Regions from separate parts of the Sus scrofa genome. Here region 2 is linked to region 1. The links are chromatin contacts, called in public HiChIP or PLAC-seq maps. All regions are on one chromosome and are shown on one strand. The core of a region is the stretch at or near the end of the contact, and the rest is flanking DNA. Distances in the headings are between cores, read along the strand shown. Region 1 overlaps LOC110255482 (a long non-coding RNA gene). Region 2 overlaps MACC1 (metastasis-associated in colon cancer protein 1).

Region 1 (2,700 bases), core at 77-2,576:
CTGTATAAATAAAATGTAATTTTATTAAATCCTGGAAAAATAGGTCACTATGATGGAAAATAGGTTAAAATTGTTTTTAGGGTACTCACAAATAAGCAGGTAAATTTAAGCAGATATTACCAGCAAATGTGCAAAATGACTAAGAAAGAGGACATAACAAGGAAAGTCAACACTTTCTAGGATCCCTAGTGGTGTACTCATCCTGAAATGCCTTGTAAACAAGGTATCTGTTTTGACCATGAGGAATAGAGTATTATTTATATTTATACACTGTTTTCATCCCTTAAAAATATAAGTTCTAATTTTAATGAAACCCTCAAGGTATTCCCTTTTCCAAACAAGAAAATTAACAGTCCAGCATATGGCTTCTTTCTTGTATTGTGCTATTCCATTATCAGTTTTACAAGAGTTCTCCTCAGATAATCCTCAAATCTCCATCATTTGGAGTTGTTGCTTTAAGATATTTAAGTAATTGCTTATGACTGGGTAACACTGTCTAATTCCATGGGATTCACTAGTACTCAGGTAACCATGCAGGGGTCTAAAGCAACCCAGGAACAGAGATACTATGAAATGTGTTTTCAAAGATCGGAGGCCATAGCCTAATGTTATCTCCAGAGAAGGGGTCCAGAGGGAGAGCTTAGTAATTTAAAACAACTGACACCCCATAGTTATCCTTAGAACAGTATATCCTTTTGGACAAATGCCAGAATGTTCTCTGACATGCTTTATATAAAGCCCCCAAACTCCTAGTTCCTAATAAGGTCTGTTCACTAGTTATCATAGATAGATCATTTTCCCCAAACAGTGCTGTTTCCTGCAGATTACTTAAGCATATGCTGATTTATGGCTCTGCTACAAGCAAAATAAAATTCCTTATTTCTTGAATTCAAAACTCCAAAAAGATTATTTTTAAAAAAACAGTATGTTCACATTATGCACTTGTCTAGTCATAAATACATAGTTACACAGTTTCCTAAGCCATTGGCAAAGTTTGTGGCTCTGTACTTACAATAAATTGTGGAATATGCAAATGGACAAAAAGATATATGGGAACGTTCTTCAGGAGAAAAAAAAAAGAGTTGAATGTGATGGTTTGTACATTCTCTTAGGTAAATCATTGAGACTGGTTAATTGTCTTTCTTTTTAAAATCTCCCAAGCATGAAGATAATTTTGAAATTCTGGCCAAATCAGCTATTGCTGGAATTCATAGAACAGATTTGGAGTTACCAATTTAAACTTCATAGTTGACTGAGAATCCAGCTGTGTTGGCTCAGCCAGAGAGTGTAATGGAAGGTTAGACATGTGACATAATCTGACACCACGCAAGAAGGAGTGGAGGGAGGAGAGCCTTCAACAGAGAATAGCTCTTCCACAGACACTGATCAGCAGAGAGGGGGTGATTTTTTTCTCATTGGAAACAGGCTATTGACATGAAAGAAAAAAATTTTGTGTCAATTGTAGAAATAATTGCCTTGCTCTTCAGTTCGCATGGTTTGGGGCAGCCAGCAGCGGACCATAAACCCCATGTCCCAGAGGTGTGAAAAGCTCTCTGCTTTGCACAATGAGCCAAATGGTCAATTAAAGTGAATGTGAGAAGGAGTGATGCCAAATACAAAGGCATTTTCTGTGGTGGCTATTTTTAACTATGTGCAATATCTTTTGACCTATTTCCCCTTGCTTGGCTATCTTCAATGTTCACATTCCTAAGGATGACTCGTCTGAGTACTATGCAGATAGTTTCTTCATTACCAAGTTGGGTAAAAGAAGGTGGGGTAACAACCCTGAAATAAAGGCTTAGCCTTTTGGCAAGCTCACATAGGGCTTGAGGAGTTTACTTGTCTTGCTTTGCTAGTCATGTCTCTTCAGTTTCTTGCCTGGAGATGTCTAGTTCTACTTCTGATGTGCAGTGGTTCTAGGAAGCACTTCTCAACATCATTCATGGGGAAAGAGACCTTTAAATAGAAGTCACCTTCTCCTCTTCCATTTTTTTAAAAATAAAATCACAAATATATTCTAGGAATACTTGATATTCTGGATTCTGCATTCCCCAAATGCCGAAAGGAATCCTGATTCTGAGTGGGCACATATATAAATACACACATCGCCAAACACACATTGTGTACAAGGGTCTAGTGGAGCTGCTTTAAAGGTGAGGATGTAGAATTCCCTCAAGAGGCAAATCTATTATGTCTGTTTAGGTAGTTACCTTGGAACCACATCTTGGAATATGCCCGATGATGTCTCTACTACATCCCCCACTTTATACCCCATGACCAGGAGGGGAAATAGGAGTGTTCCTCCTTGTTTAGGGGCTGAAGGAATGGAGAAGTCAGGAGAGAGGGTTTGCAGTCATGTAAAATCCATCACCATGTATGGAGCTCATACTTCTTTGCGAGAGCTATGTTGACAACCAAAATATTTTTTCCCTGAGGTATCCCACTAACCCCATTTCACCTTGGTACTTGGGTTGATAAGTTAAATGTTGCCAGATTAGTTTGGTGCTGCCAAGGCAATAAAAGAAAGCATCACAATTCCCATTCTATAAAATTCTGGCACATTGTCACATTGTGAGAAAAGATGGGAGCAAGCTCAGGTTCACTTTACCTGATAGAGAATATGTTTGAGAGCTACCAGCCTTCATCTATCTTTGACTTGCTATAAGCCTCATGGAATAAGGAACATTGCTACCATTGCAC
Region 2 (2,709 bases), core at 176-2,675, 220 kb after region 1:
GATCCTGCTGTGCAGCATTGGGAACTATGTCTAGTCACTTATGATGGAGCATGATATTGTGAGAGAATAGAATGTGTACATGTATGTGTAAGTGGGTCACCATGCTGTACAGTAGAAAAAAAATTGCACTGGGGAAATAAAAATTTAAAAAAGAAAAAAATAATAATTCTTTAAAAAAAAAAAACTAAGGGAGTTCCCGTCGTGGCACAGTGGTTAACGAATCCGACTAGGAACCATGAGGTTGCGGGTTCGGTCCCTGCCCTTGCTCAGTGGGTTAACGATCCGGCGTTGCCGTGAGCTGTGGTATAGGTTGCAGACGCGGCTCGGATCCCGCGTTGCTGTGGCTCTGGCATAGGCCGGTGGCTACAGCTCCGATTCAACCCCTAGCCTGGGAACCTCCATATGCCGCGGGAGCGGCCCAAGAAATAGCAACAATAACTACAACAACAACAACAACAACAACAAAAGACAAAAGACACACACACAAAAAAAACAAAAACAAAAACAAAACTAAGGAAGTAGAATGTAATTGCATGATGCACAAAGATCCTGATAAACTTTGAAAACATCATGTAAAGTTTTGAAAAAGCCATATTTGAGCTACAAAGTTGAAGGTCATTATTCTTTACACTCAACTTCAGATGGAACGAAAAAGTTTGAGTCAAATTTTGATCATCTAGTAGACTTAACATCATGACTTTAGGAGAAATGATCCAAAGCTATCATTTATTGTTGTTTTTTTTTTAATTTTTATTCCTTATGATATATAGGCTTATTATGTCCACTAGAATATATGGGTAATTTCATTTATATAAATATTTATTTAATAAAAATCATTTCAACATAAACAATTACAAGGATCATAAGAAGAAAACACCACTCCCTAGCGGTGAAACTCTGAAATACCAAAGTCATGAGGGCAGACTTTCTTCCAGTTACTGCACTGACTCATCCAAGTAGAGAAGGAAATTAGAGGAAGGTCTAAGTTTAGGTATTAGCAAAGAAACCTCAGGAAGACAACATATATCTGGATGTCCCAGAGAGTACAGGATACCTGGGGTATGGAGAAAAGTGGGGGGAAGAGAAGCAAATCACTGCCAAAAAGATATTGATCAAAGCATTACCTAATCCCTTTCCATAAGTGCTGGGAAAAACCTGGCACTAATTAAACTAGTGCCTGGGTAAAGTCCCAGGGACTTTTCTGAACCAGAATTAGGCACTGGATCCAAAGGCAGCATGGGAGATCAAGAGGGATAAAGAGCCAAGTGTATAATGCTAGTTCAGGGTATAAACAATGAGCAAAGTGGGACTGCCAAGGACTCAATTTAATGGATAGTGGGGCAGAGGGGATAAAAGGGAATCCACTGGCCAGTGTAAACATTTAAAGCTTATCCTGACAAGTGAACATTTTATCCAGGCTCCACCCTATGCTTATTCAGTCATGTCTTGATAAGCTCCTGAAGTCTGCCCCTGGTCCAAGTCTCCATTATGGAGTTCTCCATTCAGATCTCAGTCTCATTTTTAGTCTCTCCAGTTTCCTTCTAACGAAACAATATTTTCATAAGGGTCAGTGATTTATAAGTCAAATTACATTTATATTATCCAAATTATTCAATCAGAAGAATAAATCTCATACACCCCAAGAAGCCTTGCTATAAAACAAATCCTTCAAATGGAAGATAAAATAGGACTGATAATTGGAATTGGCAAAACAATGAAGAGTTTGTGAAAACAAGATCTACAAAGTAGTAAATCCTTTGTCCACAGAAGTATGATGCTGAGATTGTGGAGAGAAAAGCTTTTCTAAATTATTAAAGACTGTAAAATACTTAAAAATGCAAACCTCTTTACAAATACTAGATCCTACGTGAATTCTTTTTTTTCTTTTTTTTAAGAAATAGATTTATTAAGATAAGACACTTTTGAGAGATACAGGTGGGCAGGCCAAGGAGGCTCTGCCATGAATTATTATTCTGGTGGCAGTAAAAAGGGAGGATGATAATAATAGTAATTTGAATTTATGGATGGCCTATCATTTTAGACACTTGTCTTTTGAAAATCAGTTCATTAATCCTCAGGACTATCTTAGCAGAAAAGTAGCTGATGTTATTAGCTCTTTTTACAGATAAGAAATTGAGACACAGACAGATTACATGGTTTATACAATACTTACGCAAGGAAGCTGGGAGTAGAAGGGAAAATCATTAGCTACAAAGGTGGGAATGTGGTCACAGACAAAGAGCTGGCAGAACTGAACTTCTCCAATTCAAACACACTAAAAAAAAAAAAAAAAGGCACCATCCTAGACAAAGATATCTGAGGCAAAAGGGAATTACCCAGAGAAGGGACCTGGGAGTACGTGGTAGAGTGTCAAATGCAGCAGCTCAGCCCAGGAAATACTGATAAGTACACAGGTGAAATGCTTGGCCTGCCTTACTCAGCACAATAGACACTCTGGCAACCTCTTGGCCTGAAGCCAACACCATGCTCTAGTACCACCCTCCCCCACCACACCCTCCAACAACAGGAAGATCATCACATAATTATGAGGAAACAGTCACTTCAGAGCCATATTCTGAAATGAGGATTAGAATGAGGGAATAGGCACAATTGCTTAAATTAAATAGGAAGTACATAGCAACAACAGAGAACTTATGAACATAAGAATTAAACCCCAAAAATGAATGAAGAGGAAATCATAGAGGTGAG

What was found. HiChIP or PLAC-seq counts read pairs in DNA pulled down with a chosen protein or histone mark.
Region 2: a contact with region 1 is called in an H3K27ac HiChIP or PLAC-seq map of alveolar macrophages. The contact joins two enhancer-like sites. A contact is called at or near these places in 1 of 47 Hi-C or Micro-C datasets (embryonic fibroblasts) and 1 of 2 datasets of contacts at active chromatin or transcription factors (alveolar macrophages).

What each region holds. Positions count from the first base shown.
Region 1 is chr9:88,973,680-88,976,379 of Sscrofa11.1, forward strand. The region is part of intron 2 of LOC110255482 (a long non-coding RNA gene); the gene reads right to left. Among named protein-coding and RNA genes, the nearest start is that of TMEM196, 120 kb to the left of the region's middle. Within about 2 kb of position 1,327, at least 22 of the 83 cell types and tissues checked have an H3K27ac peak or open chromatin away from gene starts, as enhancers often do. A contact at or near this core is called in alveolar macrophages, where this site is marked.
Region 2 is chr9:89,191,481-89,194,189 of Sscrofa11.1, forward strand. All of the region lies in intron 2 of MACC1 (metastasis-associated in colon cancer protein 1), which reads right to left. Among named protein-coding and RNA genes, the nearest start is that of MACC1, 150 kb to the right of the region's middle. Within about 2 kb of position 1,426, at least 20 of the 83 cell types and tissues checked have an H3K27ac peak or open chromatin away from gene starts, as enhancers often do. A contact at or near this core is called in alveolar macrophages, where this site is marked.